Linked DNA regions of Hordeum vulgare: all the other regions are linked to region 2. The links are chromatin contacts, called in public Hi-C maps. All regions are on one chromosome and are shown on one strand. Each heading gives the region's core, a stretch centred on a gene start, on an enhancer-like site or on the middle of the called end of the contact. The rest is flanking DNA. Distances are from core to core; before and after follow the strand shown. Region 1 holds the start of LOC123444697 (expansin-A4). Region 2 holds the start of LOC123414009 (non-specific lipid-transfer protein 1-like). Region 3 has its middle 14 kb from the start of LOC123444706.

The links. A called contact is a pair of places that touch in the nucleus more often than the background predicts.
Region 1: a Hi-C map of seedling shows a contact between it and region 2, with 2.7 times the contacts expected there. The contact joins the promoter of LOC123444697 here to the promoter of LOC123414009 in region 2. A contact is called at or near these places in 2 of 6 Hi-C or Micro-C datasets (leaf and seedling).
Region 3: a Hi-C map of leaf shows a contact between it and region 2, with 3 times the contacts expected there. The contact joins the enhancer-like site here to the promoter of LOC123414009 in region 2. A contact is called at or near these places in 5 of 6 Hi-C or Micro-C datasets (leaf, seedling and an unstated tissue).

What each region holds. Positions count from the first base shown.
Region 1 is chr1H:453,812,077-453,815,225 of MorexV3_pseudomolecules_assembly, forward strand. It overlaps LOC123444697 (expansin-A4), which reads left to right and starts at 1,385. Exons shown (of 3, transcript XM_045121509.1): 1 at 1,385-1,811; 2 at 1,914-2,226; 3 at 2,562-3,149. The coding sequence starts at 1,673. The coding sequence ends at 2,865.
Region 2 is chr1H:453,653,803-453,656,705 of MorexV3_pseudomolecules_assembly, forward strand. LOC123414009 (non-specific lipid-transfer protein 1-like) reads right to left here and starts at 1,333. Exons shown (of 1, transcript XM_045106631.1): 1 at 292-1,333. The coding sequence starts at 1,107. The coding sequence ends at 643.
Region 3 is chr1H:453,901,246-453,904,485 of MorexV3_pseudomolecules_assembly, forward strand. No RefSeq gene overlaps it. Among protein-coding and RNA genes, the nearest start is that of LOC123444706, 14 kb to the right of the region's middle. Within about 2 kb of position 1,341, at least 2 of the 3 cell types and tissues checked have open chromatin away from gene starts, as enhancers often do. A contact at or near this core is called in leaf, where this site is marked.

The DNA of each region.
Region 1 (3,149 bases), core at 135-2,634, 160 kb after region 2:
GACGCGCGGCGGTGCCATGTTAGCCTTTGCAGGCGAGGCGAGTAGGCGACGATGCAAGGGTCAGCACAGAAAATTTCCAAGAATCGTTTCGCCCATGGATGAAAAATTAGAAAACACGAGAGGCTCCGCCATGCATGCATGCATGAGCAGGGTAGCATGCAAAGGCCTGTCTGAAAGCTGTTGTTGGATTTACGTGCACTGTTCAGGCCTCGCTCTCGCCCATGCAGGGCCGAGCCATGTTACGTGTCCGTCCCGTTCACGTGAGCGACTGAGCATGTGAGTAGTCACCAACTCACCATGTGCGCTCCAGGCCCAGGAGCCCACCGGAAAGTCTTGCCTGTTCAAACCTTAATTGAGCATCAACCTTAAAGCGTGCGCTAATCATTGCAGCCGGTAGTGTGCTGGTAACTTGCTAATCGCTGGACCATGCGTGCGTGCGTGCGTGCATGGATGCATGATTCCCTTCGTGTGGGTGGCACGTACTACGTTGGTTCATTCGCTTACATATCCGTCATGCATTGGGAGCAGCTTCATGTGCTGATGCGCGTTGCGCCCCGACAAATCCACGCTTTCCTTTTTGTATCCGATGGTCCAGCGTACTCTCCGGCAGGACCAAGTAAGTAACCCAAGATTAGCAGTACGCTTGGAAGAGTGTAAACCAGGTTTGGCTGGCCGACCCTGAGCCCAGCTATCATATCAGTAAACCTTCACTCACTCCAATGTGCAAATGTAGGAGTAGTAAGAAAGGATGTAACTGAAATCGCCTAATTACTCCTTGTCAGCTTCCCACTGCAACAACCCGTTCACCGAACGGGCCAACACATGCAGCGTTCCTGGACCATGCATGCAGTCAAGTTGGGCAAGGTCGGCATGCACTTGCGCCGTTACACGCCGATCATGAGTGAGTATCTAGTAGCAGACACACCCCATGCCGCGCGGCCGAGCACCATGACTCGGAACATGACCGGATTCCCCTCCCTTGCCTCCCTCCGGCGGTCCGGCCCTGGCACACACGGCCATGCATGCCATGCATGGTGATGGTGGACACATCTGCTCGACCGCCTTGCCGCCCATGAGTTCCACGGAGTTAAGGCACGCTCTGCATGCATGCTCTGCATCCATGGCCTCTTTCACGGCCGAGTCCTGGTCCTAGCTAGGCTCAGCTCAGCAGCCGGTGAGAGGCATGTGGAGGGTAGGGCGCCCCCGGACCCCACGGCGACTCGCACCACAAGTCACACACGCGCTCGGCCGGGCAAGCGGTTGGTGCCCGTTACGTACGCCGCGCCCGATGCCGAGGACACTCGCATGTGCGCCTGATTTGTATGTATTAACTGCCGCGCGCCTCCGTGGCCGTGGTCACCCCGCACGTCAGAGCCGGCCTTCAATCTACTCCTCATTTCCTTCTTCTCCTTCTCCTTCTTCTCTTTCTCACTCACCAAATCTAGAAGAAGTGTTGATAACCTGCACGGCCCCGATCGAGCTTGCAATTGCAACCCAACCGCCACCGGCACTGAGCTTTACTTTGGCTATAAATACCCCGGCTGGGAGGAAGTAGCTCCTCACTGCCAACCAGCCATTTCGAGTCTAGCTAGCTAGCTTTAGACACCATATCCCTCGAAAGCTAAGCTAGCTTGCTGAGGATACAAGGAAGCTCCCTCCCTCCCTCCCAGCAATGGCCGCTGCCGGCGCTCTCTTCTTCGTCTTCTCCTCCTTGTGCCTCCTCGCACGACAGGCCGCGGCCGGCGGCTACGGCGGGTGGCAGAGCGCCCATGCCACCTTCTACGGCGGCGGCGACGCCTCCGGCACGATGGGTGAGTCCCCGGCAGCCAGCTGCAGCTGCTAGCTGAACTCAATGTGTCAACGCCTGTCACACACACAGACGCTCACGCTGTTCGTTGGGTTTTTGCATGCAGGCGGGGCGTGCGGGTACGGTAACCTGTACAGCACTGGGTACGGCACGAACACGGCGGCGCTGAGCACGGCGCTGTTCAACGACGGCGCGGCGTGCGGGTCGTGCTACGAGCTGCGCTGCGACAACGCCGGCAGCTCGTGCCGGCCGGGGTCCATCATGGTGACCGCCACCAACTTCTGCCCGCCCAACTACGGCCTCCCCAGCGACGACGGCGGCTGGTGCAACCCGCCGCGCCCCCACTTCGACATGGCCGAGCCGGCCTTCCTCCACATCGCGCAGTACCGCGCCGGCATCGTACCCGTCTCCTACAGAAGGTGAGAACAGAGCTTTTATTTTTTTTTACCGTACCCGTGTTATCGTGCACTCCAAACCGATGGATTGATTGACCGGGCACGAGCGGCGTCGGTCGGCTTGAAGAATGAAGATACGCCGGGGACCGCGGTCGGTTCGGTCCATAAGTTTCGATGGGGCCACGCTGCAGATTTGATACGGTGCACACCGATAGGCACGGCTACCACTCCACTGGAGCACTGCCGCCTACAGTGCAGCGCATGTGCTGTGCCGTGCCTTTTAATGTCGCAACTTCACTCTCACCGTGTGCATGTTACCTCTTCTCACTGACGCGTCGCGTGTTGAATTGATCGAGCAGGGTGCCGTGCGTGAAGAAGGGGGGCATCCGGTTCACCATCAACGGCCACTCCTACTTCAACCTGGTGCTGGTGACCAACGTGGCCGGCGCCGGCGACGCGCGCTCCGTGTCCATCAAGGGCACGCGCACCGGCTGGCAGGCCATGTCCCGCAACTGGGGCATGAACTGGCAGAGCAACACCTTCCTGGACGGCCAGTGCCTCTCCTTCAGGGTCACCTCCAGCGACGGCCGCACCGTCACCAGCAACGCCGCCGCGCCCGCCGGCTGGCAGTTCGGCCAGACCTTCGAGGGCGCCCAGTTCTAGTCCACTCCATCTCCATCTCCATCTTCTTCTTCTCCACAGGCATAAGCACTGGAGAGAAGAGACGGACTGGGCATATTTGTACTTTTGAAGAATTATTTTGGCATTCGCGTGCATGCAGTGCAGGAGGAGGAAGAAACAAAAGCCGGCCTCTTCGTTATAGTGAAGGAGGGAGGCTCCGGGCTACGCTGAGGCTGCTGATTAGCACCCGCTTAGACGTTTTCCTTCTCTCGTCTCATCAAAGTCTCGAGTTTATTGAAGACTCGAACAACCATCCATCAACTACC
Region 2 (2,903 bases), core at 83-2,582:
CAATGAAGATAAACATAGATCAGAAGTATCCGACCTGAAAGATACACTTACATAGACGAACGAAGACTGAAACCCAGTGGATTCATCAAAGACAACCCCTGACCGAATCCTAACTGAATCATGCGAGACCCATCGAAGACACATCGATTTAGGCGTACCGTACATATACATGCTTGCTGTTTACTGATTTAGCCATACTATATGATGTAATTCTTCAAAAGTCACTGTTCTGCGTTTCGTATGGGAACGTAGGAACATGATTGTTGTTGAGATAATCGGACATGACAGTCATAATCCAACTAGGAGTATTATTCATAGAGGGAATACGTATTTCCACCTCATCATACACCGGCTCCCTTTACAAAACCGGAAAACATGTAGCGGTCGGACGTACAACATATTATGCGTTTATTCGTTATTAACACATATGTCTACATACATTCGTATCTAAATAAACGGAAGAGAAATAATACGCGTATGTATTGAAGGAGTACTACCGTATAATCTGCGGGGTGCGTGCGAACAGCAGAACGGTTTATGTATCAGTATCTCTCTCACACACACAAGTCGATCGAAACAACATCGCACGGGCATTCTGGCATCACGACCGTGTTCCGCACGCCGTAGAGTCGCGTACCCAATTTATATCCTGCATGCACAACACAAAAACGCCCGGGTTAATAAAAACGAAGGTCTCGGAAACTCTACATGCCTCGCCGGTTTTGTTGTCACGTACGCGTTGCAGTTGACGTTGGGATCGATCCTGAAGGGCAGGCTGACGCCGCACCTGCCGGGCAGCCCCGCGGCGCGGCCGAGGGCCGGCCCGCCCGCCGCGGCGGCCGCGAGGGTCTTGAGGCAGGCGCAGGCGGCGCGGATGTCGGCCTTGGTGCGCGCCTCGGACTTGAGCGTCCTGATCCCAGAGCAGCACGCCTGCGGCACCGCCCCGCCGTTCTGCGCGTACCCGGCGCACGGCGTCAGCCTGCTGTACACCGTGGAGCACGACAGCGCCGCGCTCGCGCCCCGCGCCGCCACCAGCAGAGCCGCTACGAGGAGCAGCGCCGGCGCGGCCGCGCGGGCGCCCCTGTTCACAGCAAGAGCAGGAGCCATCGACGCCAACTGCCTGTAGCAAAGATTGACAAGCAGTAGTATGTGATCTTCAGGTGAACTGCGGTCTCGGGCAGGCGTGGCTCAGGGTGGACTGGTAGAGCGCGTGTATATGTGGGGAGAGGCGACGACTGGCGAGGTAGGGCGGTCGTTGGAGCAATGGCCGAGAGGTGCGTGCCGGGAACCCGCGGGTGTGTGACGGTTGTGTTTCGAAACGCGACATGCATGCATTGTCATGTGACATGTGTGTGGACAGCAGTTGGAGCTTTCCGAATGTCCCGTGCAAGAAGTGAAGGCGAGAAGGCGACAATGCCATGAACGCTCGGTCTGAACGCAACGGATGCGCGGTGCGTGGACTGCGAGCCGTAGACCAGCAGGAGACTTGGGGGTCAAGGCAGGCTGGATGATGCGTTGGTTTGCTGCCAGACAGTCCTAACTCCTAAGTCCTGGAGAGAGTTAGGCACGCGGGCGGTCTTCTCTTAGTCCAATTTCTTTTTGTAAAGGTTTAACTTTCTGTGAATTGGCTGCTGGAGAAGCACTGGACTAAGTTGACTCGTCAACTCGGCACCGGAGGAGACTCGCGAAAGATGGAAACAATACGTTTTTTATACATGCTATATAATACGTAACATCGGACCGTAGAGTGTTATGTAAAAGGAGACTAAAGTGTTACGTGTTCGCATGTACTGAAACTGTATTGTAGTGTTTCTCGATTAGCGGGACTAAATCATAGTGCGCCAGAAACTTGGACGACGAAACGTATAAATTTTCTCCAATTTGCACATCCATCTTTTGTGTGTAAATCATTAATTAAAAAGTATTATTTTTAAAGACCACCATGTTGCGACAAGTGGCGCATTGAATGTCTATCACTTGTCGCAACCTAAGAGTTTTATCTTTTTTCATAGATCCGTTATTTTTAAAACATTTTATCTTTTAAGATGTGCGTTCAAATCTCGAACCATTTTCATCATTGGAATCCCTCATCTTTATAACTAGATGCTAAAAAAAATTGTTATCAAAGGAACTGACGGAAAAAACATGCCTCTCACAATAGAGAAAAAAAAATATAAAAAACGTGATTTCTATTTTTGACAGGCATGACCGTGCCTCTCGCGAAAACAAATCCATGCCTCTCACGGAAGCAAAACTGTCTCTCACAAGGTTTTAAATTGCCGGCTATTAACAGCTATAGCATATTGTTGTTTCTGCAGTGTTCATCTATTTTGCTTTCCTTCACAATCTTGCCGCTATAGCCCGCTATAGCCTCAAATAGCCCAGCTATAGTCCCAAATAGCTCAATGAAAAAGCCAGGCGCTAAATCCAATAGCCGGCAATTTAAAACCTTGGTCTCTCATGAAAAAAACAAACTTTTTTTTCGTTTTTGAGAGGCACGACTATGCCTCTCGTAAAAGCAAATCCATGCCTCTTGTGGAAGCAAAAACCATGCCTCTCGCGAAAGGAAAAAAATATAAAATGCATTTTTTCCGAGGATGCCTCTCCTGAAAGCAAATTTATGCCTTTCGCGAAAACAAAACCGTGCCTCTAAAAGAACACATTTTTCATTTTTAAAAGGCACGATCATGCCTCTCGCGAAAGTAAATATGCACATCTTGCGAACGCAAAATTGTGTCTCTCCCGAAAAAACAAAAAAACATATATTTTTCGTTTTCGAGAGGACGTGGCTCTCATAAAAGCAAATCCATGTCTTTCTTAGAAAAAAACCATGCTTTTTGAAAAAGGAAAAAAATGCATTTTCTTGGGTAATTTATTTTCATCCAAAAGCTAAGAAAAACGAT
Region 3 (3,240 bases), core at 91-2,590, 250 kb after region 2:
CGGAGTCCACACGGAATAAAATCTTAGAAAAGATTTTTTCTGGACCAGAAGACAAACAACAGACTTGGAGTAGGGGGCAAGGAAGTTGTCGGGAGGCCACAAGCCTGCAGGGCGTGCCCTGGGGGTGGCCGCGCCCCGTGTCTTGTGGGCCCCCTACAGGTCTCCTAACCATAATTCTTGGCTTATAAATTCTCAAATATTCCAAAAACATCAAAAAGAGCCACGAGGATACTTTTACGCCGCCGGGAGCCTCTGTTCCCGAGAGATCCAATCTGGAAGCCTTTTTCGGTAATCTGCCGAAGAGGGAATTGATCACGGAGGGCATCTACATCAACTCCATTGCCCCTCCGATGATGTGTGAGTAGTTTCATCACAGACCTACGGGTCCATAGCTAGTAGCTAGATGACTTCTTCTCTCTCTTTGATCTTCAATACCATGTTCAGCGAGCGAATCAAACGGCAAAACGCCAAACTCGTACGTGGGCCGGCCCAACCAGAGCCAATCCTTAGCGAAAGCACACCGTTTTGACGCTAACGCGTGTCAAATAGGGTATGCCCTAGGTATGCGCAACTAGCAAGACATGGCGCAAATTCGCCGTTTCACACCGGAGACAAGTACATCTAATTAGTGGTTGGCCATTTAAGCCACGTAGCTACTACTTCTACAAGATTCTGGTTTAGAAACTTTCTAGAAGAATCCTTATTTTTTTTTATTTTGCTTTACCAGTTTATTTATATTTATATATTTCAACATTTTTTTCCTATTTTCTTTTTTTTCAAAAATTAAAAAATGCACATACATTTTGAAAATTGTTTGTGGTTCAAAAATTGTTCAACATATTGCAATTTCAAAAAAGGTTCAAGTTTCCAAAAAAATCACAATTCAAAAATATTTTCATTTAAGAAAATTCAAATTAGGTTTTCAGAATAATGGAAAACCATATTTACAAAAATGTTCACAGTTTAAAATAGTTTGCATTTTAGTAAAAAAATATACATTTAAAAAAAGTAAATAAATGTTTATATTTCCTAAAAAATACTTAATTTCAAAGAAATGTTTATGTTTCCTCTGTATGTTAGGAATTTAAACCTTCCAGTTTAAAAAATTATGCAGAATTTGAAAATACACTCAATTTTTTAAATGTTTGATTTTAGAATAATATATTTAAAAATAATATTCACTTATAAAAATGAATTATTCTTGTTTGCCGAAGAAAAAGATACAATACCGGCTCACTAAAGTAACGTGTTCTATTGAACTGGCTCCCTGCAGTAGGGGCAACTTCACTACATGGACCTGCCCAACCGGGGCTACCATGTGTGTAATGGCGCCAATTTAACACAAAGAGCGTGTGATAGGAGCTCCCATGCAAAGCAAATGGACACCTGCTCCCAGCAACGGCGTTGAAGGCAACTCGGCCAACAGACACAGTTTGATCTGTCTTGTGTCTGTTTGAGTCGATCGAAGGGGCGGTGTCCGGAAGAAATTGCACTGTACCTCATCGTGCAGATCCGCATCTACTCGTTGCAATCCTAATATTAGTCTCGCACTGTTTAATATAAAGAGTAAATCGTTTTGTTTCGAGAATACATAGCAATACAAATAGAAAGGGGTCCACACCTACAACTTTTTGTTGTTGTTGAGAGAGTAAGAAGAGAAGTATTGCATGCACAGAGATGCTCTCTCCAACTAAAACTTACATTTATTTTGCTTATATCATTTTAACAAAAAATCATTTGTGAAACAATTTACATATTTGAATTCATGGTTGATAGACCTTTAAAACAAGACCAGTTTTGAATATATTTTGAACGAGTTTAAAATATTAATTTAACACATCTCACATATGTCATGGTAATATATTTCACTCATAATAACATATTTCACTCATTTTAAAACAAATTTCACATATTTCAAAATATATTTCACTCATTTCATATAACATTTTTCATATAAAATATTTCATTAATTTCAAAAACAAAAATCATAATCACATACTCCACTCATTCAAAAAATATTTTCTAATAGCTCATTCATTTTAAATCAGATTCCACACTCTAAAACAGATTTCAGTTATTTTATATAACATATGTTACTCAAACATATTGCACTCATTTCAAAAGAGATTTCATAAATAACTTGTCTCACGCATTTTTAATCATATTTCATGATAACATATTTCACTTACTATGTCTTTCTTCATAATAACATATTCTAGAACCCACATTTCACATTTCACTATCTTGTCTGACAAAAAGAACATCCTTTTCAAATACATATTCACTATTTTAAAATAAATTGTTACACATTTACAAGTCACCAACTTCACAAGTCACACTTTACTAGTGAAATGGGTTTATTTCACATATGAAATGTGAAACCTTAAATTTGTTTGTGTTTGAAAACTATCCAAGATTGATCTAGCTTTGAAGGTCTTCGCACCATGAGTTTAAATATATAAATTATTTCACAAACAAAATTATATTTTAAAAGTTATGAGTGACTTAAATTTTCTAAGATTAAAAAGTCTCAATTTTTTAGGAGAGAGAGAAACAACAGTGTTGTGGCAAGCGCACTACACTGAAAAAAGTACTACGGGACTCATCAAACTCAGAGACTAAACAACAATAGTAGCAATTAAGATACCAATACACAGAATATACATATATGTGGACCATACCTAGTATGAATCACATAGAAAAACTAGTGGTCTGAGATATATACCGTTACCGCACAAAAAGAGTTTGCGCGGCGTCCTGTCTCGTTTGCGGATTTCATGGCAGTGCACCCAACCATGTGGCCCATTTGGTCTGCCAAGCTAGTTTTTGCCCAAGTTTTTGACATTGTATAAATACAAATAAAACGTCATATAGTTTCACAACACAATATATAATGTACAACCAAATAAAGATCTTACAATTTACAAGCAAATTAAAATATCATAGCTTACAACCAAATGAATTTAAGATTGGCACAAATACAAATAAAAAGATCTGATACATCTATTGGTTGATGAGTTCACATGCTCAACCAAATCATTTTGAAGTTGAATGTGACCCATCACGGATTTCATGATAAAGTTGGGTGAACTCTCCAATCAATGTTGGTCCCTGCTGAGTCTTGAGAAATCAAACTCATGTATTGTCCCTACCAAAAAACAGTCTTAAGAAATTAAACCCTTGTATTGTCCTTGCAAAAAAAATGGACAATTATTTCTCTTTCAGTGGGTACAATCTATA